Linked DNA regions of Capra hircus: region 2 is linked to region 1. Evidence: chromatin contacts called from public Hi-C data. All regions are on one chromosome and are shown on one strand. Each heading gives the region's core, a stretch centred on a gene start, on an enhancer-like site or on the middle of the called end of the contact. The rest is flanking DNA. Distances are from core to core; before and after follow the strand shown. Region 1 overlaps TBC1D20 (TBC1 domain family member 20). Region 2 has its middle 16 kb from the start of NRSN2.

The links. A called contact is a pair of places that touch in the nucleus more often than the background predicts.
Region 2: a contact with region 1 is called in a Hi-C map of blood, with 2.4 times the contacts expected there. The contact joins two enhancer-like sites. A contact is called at or near these places in 2 of 5 Hi-C or Micro-C datasets (blood and liver).

Annotation. Positions count from the first base shown.
Region 1 is chr13:59,913,830-59,918,265 of ARS1.2, reverse strand. It overlaps TBC1D20 (TBC1 domain family member 20), which reads right to left. Exons shown (of 8, transcript XM_018057663.1): 8 at 4,152-4,436. Among named protein-coding and RNA genes, the nearest start is that of TBC1D20, 20 kb to the right of the region's middle. Within about 2 kb of position 1,500, at least 3 of the 5 cell types and tissues checked have an H3K27ac peak or open chromatin away from gene starts, as enhancers often do.
Region 2 is chr13:59,975,916-59,980,354 of ARS1.2, reverse strand. No RefSeq gene overlaps it. Among named protein-coding and RNA genes, the nearest start is that of NRSN2, 16 kb to the left of the region's middle. Within about 2 kb of position 2,169, at least 1 of the 5 cell types and tissues checked has an H3K27ac peak or open chromatin away from gene starts, as enhancers often do.

The DNA of each region.
Region 1 (4,436 bases), core at 251-2,750:
GTCTGAGCCAGGATGTGGAGCATCATTACAACAGGTGGAGGGCATCTTTGCGGCTCACAGTCTAGACTCCAGGCTCCAGGATTCTTGAAAGTGTTAGTCGCTCAGTCATGTCCAACTCTTTGGGACCCCATGGACTGTAGCCCTCTCTGTCCTCTGTCCATGGGATTTTCCAGGTAAGAATACTGGAGTGGGTTGTCATTTCCTCCAGGAATCTTCCCAACCCAGGTCTCAAACCTGGGTCTCGCATCTTATAGGAATATTCTTTACTGTCTGAGCCACCAGGAATTGGGGGATGTCATTTGGAGGGAGAGGAGGAGAAGGGCTTATTCTAGACCCTAGAAAGGAACTGCCATTCTGGTCCTGGGTGCCAAGGCTCAAGAGAGTTGACCTCAGGCTCTGTGAGCAGAGAGGTGAGATAATGTGAGCGCTTTCCTGCTCTGCATCAGCTCATAAATCATGAAGGCTTTCCCTCCCTGGAAGTAAGGAGGAGTCAGGCAGAGCCACTGACCAGAGGAAACAGCAAGCTGAGCTGAGCTGGGCCCCAGGAGAGCACGGGGCCCACCCAGACCAGAACCAAGTGCTTGCTCTCACCAGCTCCTCCAACCTCCCTCTCTTGCCAGGGCCTGTCTTGGCCTTGGTGAACCGTAGAAGCCTATTGTGGAGCAAAGTAGACCACTCTCTTGGTGCACAGGTACGAACTACTAAGCCCCAGGCTATAACCAGTCTACCTAGTCTTGTTTTATAAACTTGAATTGGTTGCCAGTATTTTTAAATTGAAGATGCTGCATTAAAATCTAGATGCCCAACTTCTCTTGAAAAACACTGAAGCTTGGTCACCTGGGTCCTCATTTCCACGTGGCAGGTCCAGATCACATGATGTTCCTGATCCAGCTCACTGCAGTCCTTCACCCCTAGAGCTTGTCACACCACACTTCCCAGTGTCCTTGCACCATTCTTTTGGCATTGAGTACTAAGAAATGTTAATGAAATGTTTCTTTACCCATGGCTGTGTCAAAAAAGTGAGGACAAGAGGGAAGTGGGAACCGCATGGGCCGAATCTTTTACTTGGCCCACTCCATCTGCACCAAAGCGGGCAAGCGGGTTTATGTCTGCTGCAGCCAAATGGGGGGGTCAGGAGGGCAAATGGGAGGGTGCAGGGCTGTCCTGGGGTTCTAGCTTCCAGCACCATACATCACATGCCGGTGGGTGAAGAACCTAAGATGGGCAGGCTCACAAGTGCTCCCCACTGCAGTCAAGTGGAGGCACCACCCTCTCGCAAGGAGTCACCCCAAACAGGGCCCTGGCATGAACTCTCCGGGGCGGACTTGAAACCAAACCCACAGGCTTTGGACTCAAGCCATTGACCTGAGGAGGCAGCAGGAGGTCCCAGATGTACTTGTGTGACACAGTTTTTCTCTCCAGGGCCAGTGGAGGCACACTGCTCAGATAAAGAGCAGCTGCTGATGTGGGCAGGAAGTGGTGAATGGGCCCCACAGCCTGTGTCAGAGTAACACGTGTCGTCTTCTAGTGTCTGGGGCTGCCATGAAAGCCACTCACTTAAAAAGCAGGAAGCTGGAGGCAAGCCCACAGCCTTGCCAGCTCACAAAGGCTGCTTGACAAATTCCAACCATATGTTAAGTCTGGAGAAAAGAGCCTTTGAGAACTGGGAAAAAAGCAGCAGGATCCACCAGCAGCAAACATGGAGGGGACGGTAGGGCAAATGGAAGTACGCAAGCCAGGCTGAGCTCAGGTGCCACCATCTGGTAGTCGTATCTGGCAGAAGCTTCTGGCCCATTCTTCCTTTCAATTGCCACTTAATCCAGGGATGAACTCCCAGGGCCCAAGTGCAAGGCTGAATTAAGGTGTTTATTGATCCATATATGTTCACGGAAATGAAATCAAAACACTTGAATAACTTCAGTTTGTAAGACGTTTTCAGAAACGTCAGTTCATTAAACCATCCATGGTGGGTTGAGACTATCTCTATTTCACTGTCACTGACAATACATTTGAGAGATGTAGTGCCTTGGAGAAGCTCACATTGCCAACGAGAGACACATTTGCCATCATGTTACCAGTCACTCTCTCCAAACCGAGTTTTGGTCATGGCCCATCCTCACCCTACAAATTGCCTACAGGGGGAGTTCCAGTTGCTTTCCACAGATCTCAAAACTCTCCTCCACCTGAGCCCCATTGACAATGCACACTCCCATCTCTGTACAAAACACCCACACTTTTTATTCAGCTGTTATTTTTACAGTTTTTCCTTCAGCCTTGTGTGTTGTGTAATACTTTATGACATCATGCTTCTCCAATTCTCCAACATCAACTGGGCGTCCAGTAATTCAATCTGGTTCTGACACTAACTACCTGGGGAGTTAGCATCAGATGCCACAAGTTAAAGGGCTCAGTCCCACAAGGCTGTCCCATCTCAGATCCAGTTGCAAATGTGGTGCCCAGACCACCTACACTTCTGCCTGGTCAACTACAAGTTCACTAGTTTCCACAAAACCCTCTCATGTTCACTAATTTGCTGGAAGTGCTCACAGAACTCAAGAAAACACTTCACTTACATGTACTGATTTACTGTAAAGGATGCAACTCACTAACAGCCAAATAAAAGAGATGCGTAGGGCAAGGAATGGCGGGAGGGCTGCAGTATTCCCAAGCCATCGCGGGCCATGTGATCCTCCCAGCACTTTGATGTATTCAGCAACCCAGCAACTCTCTGAACCTCTGAACCAAGAGTTTCTGCAGCCCTCAATGTCCAGCCTCTTCTCCCCTCCCAGGTCACTGGTGAGGCTCAAAATTCCCACTATGTAAGTTGGTATAGCCACTATGGAGAACAGTATGGAGGTTACTAAAACACTAAAATGGTCCTGCAATCCCACCTGGGCATATGTCCAGGGAAAAACATGATCTGAAAGGAAATACACACCCCAGTGTTCACTGCAGCACTGTTTACAACAGTCAAGACATGGATGCTACCTAAATGTCCATTGACAGAGGAACGGATAAAGATGTGATACATGTACACAATGGAGTATTTCTCATTAAAATAAATGAAATAATGCCATTTGCAAAAACATGGATGGACCTAGTCATACTGAGTGAAGAAATTCACACAAAGGAGAAATATGACATCCCTCATATGTAGAATCTTAAAAAAATGATATGAATAAACTTACTTAGAAATCAGAAACATACAGACTTCATGAACCAGCTTATGGTTGCCAGGGTGGAGGGGTGGGGATGGGGGAAGGGATAGAGAGTGAGTTTGGGGTGAATAGGTACACACTGCTGTATTTAAAATGGATAACCAACAAGGCCCTACTGTATAGCACATAGAATTCTGCTCAGTGTTATGTGGCAGGTTAGATGGGAGAAGTGTTTAGGGGAGAATGGGTACATGTATATGTATGGATGAGTCCCTTCACTGTTCACGTGAAACTATCATACTGTTTGCTAATCAGCTATACTCCAATACAAAATAAAAAGTGAAAATAATTCCCCACTGTATAATCTTTCTGGTGTTCTATCCCATCCTAAGGCTATTGAGGGGTCCAACCTTAACTCACCTCAATATCAACCCAGTTGGAATCAAAAGGAAATCATTATGAACAACAAAAGACACCCTTATCAGTCAAAATTCTAAGGCTTTTAGGGGAACTGGTGACAAAACCCAAATATTTATTACACCACACATACCTTTCCTTCAGTTTTCCATTTATCAAATTTCTCTTTACATTTAACCAACTATGAAACTGCCACTGAAAATACATTGCTCCTTCAATGCAGCTCTCTGGTGAGCTCCCAGAGGCAGAGTGGTGTCCTGGCCAGCCCTGTATCCTCCATGAGTCAAATCAAAGGACAGCATGGGCAGCTGGCCTATGGTGGTGGGACACAGAGAGCCAAGTGACGCCTGCTCAGCCTTCAGCCCCTTGTCTCCCTCTGGGGCAAGGAAACAGTAAACCCAGACAAGTGAGTTCTTGCCTCAGGTGACAGAGAAACTGTTTCAAGTTCTCGAGGTAAGTCAAAGCTAACCAAGAGTCCACGGCCTAAGGCACAGCTCCAGGTCAGGGGTGGAGGGAGGGAGCATCCAGATGTCTAAACGCAGAGCCACTCCAACAAGGGAAGAATGACAAGAGGGGTCAGTAACCACATATGGCTGTTTATTTCATACAGGGCTCTGTACAAAATATTTACATGTATTCTTTACAGAATAGTAAACCACTTGAAGGTAAAACACTTTCTTCTCATTGGCAGGGGCTAATCCTCATGTCAGCAAAGCTATAAATCATAAGAACTTTCTCCTTTCTAGGCCACAACAGAAGCAAATGCCACCTGCTTTCCTGGAATCCAAAAACCCGTGGCCTCGGGACTTTGATCACACGCACCTCCCCCGTACAACTTCCCCATGACTTCCCTTCAGTATT
Region 2 (4,439 bases), core at 920-3,419, 61 kb before region 1:
ATTCACATGGGTGGGGAGGTATTAGCAGAGGTGGAGTGAGAGCCTGCTGAGGAGTCCAGGAGCCAGGAATTCAGCAACATTCATGCCCCAAACTCTTCATCCCAAATGAGAGCGGGCTGAGAGTGAGGCAGTCTACTGGGGTTCAAGTCTCTGTGTGAGCCTGGGCGTTTCTTAACCTCTCAGTTTCTTTGTCTCTGAAATAGGAACAACAAGGATACCAATCCCTTGAGACTGTTTGAAGACGTGAGTTTTCAGCCATGCCTGACACCCAGAAATGCCTAATATTAAATAAATGCCAGTTATTGTCGAGGAAGAACAGAAATCTGTGGTTCAGAATTAGCTGGCAATGCACAGGTTCTAATTGGAGATAACTCAGGCAAGGTCCTGCCCTCCAAGGCTTCACAGTTTAGAGGACAGGACAGCTTTGTAGGCAGACAGCAGAGCCATTGCTGTCACTGAAGGACGGGGCAATGTGGCATCACAGAGGACAGACTCGGGGAGACTGAGGGAGAAGCACACACCGCGCTTGTCTGCAGCGGACTGTGTGCTCACCACTTCTCATTATCTAACTCTTCTGGCCCTCAGACATCCATAAGGTAGTTGCCATGATTTCCAACTCCCAAAAAAGAAAACTGGCCCAGAGAGTTGAAGCATCCTGCCCAAGTTCACACAGATGAGATCAGAACCCACACAGCCCAGCTCTAGAATGTTCCATAACACTGGCATCTATAACTGTAGAAATAACCCAATCAGCACAGATTCTACCAGCTAATCGGCCTAATAAGGGATAGGTTTGTACTCAGAATCCCTCACAGGTCCACACAGACAAAGGCAAACATATATGGGTCTACCCAAATAAACACCAATTCCTGCAGTGGCAGATGCTGAGAAAATCCTCTGGAAAACCACCCCAGGGATGGTGTGCACTGTTAGAAAAAAAATGACTTCACAGACACATATATCCATACGCATATTGATGGGACCATACACAAGCCTTCTGATAAGCATGTTACATGAGTGGGTGTACACCAATATATATTCACGTGTACTCCAGTGGGGGAGTGATGACATTCTGTAGACATACCGACACAGTGTGTATTTGCACTTACGTTACTATTGATTTTTTTTTTTTTTTTGGCTGCCACATGTATTGACTATCTACAGTGTGTAAGTAAGTAAAGATAAGGCTCAGAGAAGTGAAATGTCCTTCCCAGGGTCACACGGCTACTAAATAGGTGATACTGAAGCTCTGGTCCTGTGATATTAGGAAGTGGAGTCTCTCTCTTCTGTTGTGCAGATGTGTTCATGAGTGAACACTCTGCACGACTGTGTTCATGGTTCCCACGCTGACATCCTCTATGACCTTGAACATATCACCTGTTGTTCCCAGCCACATCCTCACGTGTCCGTTCACAGGTGTGCTCCGTGGGTGTGTGTGTTGATGGGACCATTGACTGGTTCCGCTCCAAGTCTCAGCTTGGGTTGGCATCAACTGAGGGCTTCAAACTTCCTGTCTCAGCCTCACCAAGCCCCAGAGCACATGATTCAAAGCCAGGCCCTGGGCATCAGGCCATCAGGAGCCTGCTGATGGAAGAACTCACAAGGTTTCATAAGTATCTGGCCCAGGACATATGATCAGGGCAGGGACAAGGAGGGAGGAAACCAGGCTGTCCACTGGGTGTGCATCCGGGGAGTGTCCAGGACCGGGTTTGGCAGAAGAGCTGCCAGGACCTGGAATCGAAAGGGCACTTTGAGGATGCAGGCTGTGTGAGGGAGGGAGAGAGCAGGGCAGCCCCATCCTGGAGGCCCTGAGTGAATGGTGAGTGAAGGAAGGGGTAATACGTTAATGATGGAAAGAGGAAGGGAGTGAATTTATCTTCTCTACAAGCCTTGAGCGTCTCCCCTGGGCTGGCCCGGGGCTGGGCCTGGGGATGCTCGGTGAACAGGATGGACACAGTCCTGCTGAGAGCTGAGAGCTCCAGGGAGACCAGTCAGGCTGGAGGCCTGGGAGGACCTTTGACCCACAAAGTGGCTCAGACAGTGTGAGCAATCCTCAGCATGCTACAATGTGTGTGTGTGTGTGTGTGTGTGTGTGTGTGTGCGCACATGCGCTCACAGCCTGGTATCTGCCAATGCCTGTGAACACCAGTGCAGCCTCCTCCTTCCTCTTCCAGCCCCCACCTGCCCCTGCCCTGCCCTACATCGAAGCTGCTCCTTCCTATCAGCCCACACGCTGGACCCCAGGGCTAAAGACCTCCCAGCAGAGAGGCCCCCGGTGCTCTCAACGCCCACCTCTCCACCAGGAGCCCCAAGAGTTATGAGGAACACATGCAACCCAAAGTCACCTTCCTAGTCCTGTGTGCAAGGGGTGTGCCCAGGCATGTGCCCCGCATCCCAAGCACTGGAAACATTCTAGGGAGGCCCAAACAGGTGTGTAAATGGCACTGTGGCCACTGAGTCCCCACTCTGGGCACAGGCACTGTGCTAAGTGCTTTGGAGATACCCTGACCAGCCAGGCAACCTTAGGCATGGCCTTCAGCTTCTAATCTAAAAACTGGATTGATAATAACCACTTCCAATCTTGCTGTTCGAATAACTCAAAGCATCATGATCTCAATACATGACAATTATTTTTCCTCAGTCCTTGTCTTCCCAGCTATATCACCTATTCCTCAACAGCATCCACTGGGTCTCATATCTCTGTTTCTCCCAAGACATAACATCACGCGGGACTCACTGTAAGCACTGCTGAGCAAAGTTGCTTATTTTTCATATATAATCATATTGGCCCCTAGCCTTTATATAATCATACAATTTTGAGCTTTTATTATATGTCAGGCATGTGCCGAGCACTTTGCATTCATTCATTCAACAGTTATTAATTGGATACGTAGAAGGTGCTCCGTGTTCTAGACACGGAGAGGCAGCACCTCTGCCCTCAGGGTTTCTTCCTTCCAGTGAGGGCAGGAGGGACAGGCAACAGCAATTTGATTCACAGAGATCATTTCAAACCTTGACAAGTACTATGAATAAAATAAGACGGAGTTATGGTTTAGAAAGGGCTTCCCAGGTTGCTCAGTGGTAAAGAAACTGCCTGCCAATGCAAGAGACACAGCAGATGCGGGTCCAATCCCAGGGTTAGGAAGATACCCTGGAGACGGAAACGGCAATCCACTCCAGTATTTTTGCTTGAGAAATCCCACGGACAGAGAAGCCTGGCGGACTGCAGTCCAGGGGGTCACAGAGTCAGACACAACTGAACATGCATGCATGCAGACCTCAGGGACTGGGGTGGGGCACCGTGCTTCCAGAGTGCTCAAGGAGGGCCTCTCTGAGGAAGTGATACTTGACCTGCAACCTGGAGGAGGAGGAGCCTGAAGAAGTTCCAGACAGATGGAACAGCCAAAGCGAAGGCCCTGGGGCAGGAAAAAGTTGGTTTGTTCAAGGAGTAGAGAAAAGGACAAATGGCTGGAGTGGAAGGAATGAGGTAGGTGGAGAAGGAGATGACTCAGCAAGCCAGGCAGGGGTCTGAAACTGCTCCTGGGAACTGTGCAGATTCCTGGCTGATTCCAATCGGCTAGGCAGGGCGCTGATTGGAGGCTGAGTAGGGATTCCAGCCCAGGTCTGTCCATGCTGCCTCAGAGACACATCCATATGACTTACACCAACGTATGCACATCAGCACACACTCACTCTGCACTCTGACCCACAATGAGGCGTGTGGGCTTGACCATCGCTAAGTACCCAAATACAGAGTGACTAGCTGAGACAGCCTGAGATTCTAGTGTTTTCCCTATCTTTTTTTTTTTTTTTTTTTGCTGCACTGGGTCTTTACTGAAGTTCTCATACTTAGTTGCCCCGAGGCATCTGGGATCCTGGTTCTCTGCCCAGGGATCGAACCCATGTCCCCTGCATTGCAAGGCAAATTCTTAACCACTGGACCACCAGGGAAATCCTTCCCTGATGTCTTAAGGGACCAGGCAGGAGGGCTGGATGTTACCTTCACCCAGCCTTCGAAAAGCTCTGGGCCAAGGAAAGGTTAAATGGCAGGAAGAGGGGAAGGGCTTCCTGAGGAAGGGGTGTGGGAGATTTGGGGTGACCTATAGGGGTGCAGAGATGGGAGAAGATGATAGAGACAGCCCATCTGGGAGGAGAAGGAGAACCAGGATCAGACGGAGCAGAGGGAGTTGAGCATTTTCAGAAGCACAGCCCCTGACAAACTGACCTCTGGGCCTCCTTGCACCTCCCTAGGGTCACCTCCCAAGATGGGTCACTCACTGCCCACCACGGAGACAGCCAGGGCAAGACAAAATTTGGGGACTTCCTCTTCAACTTCTGCTTCATAGGCAGCTATAAAATGTGAAAAGATTCACCTGTCAGAGCGAGAGAAACATACAAATCTGCATGAAGTCACTTTCATTTTTTTTGAATCAGATAGA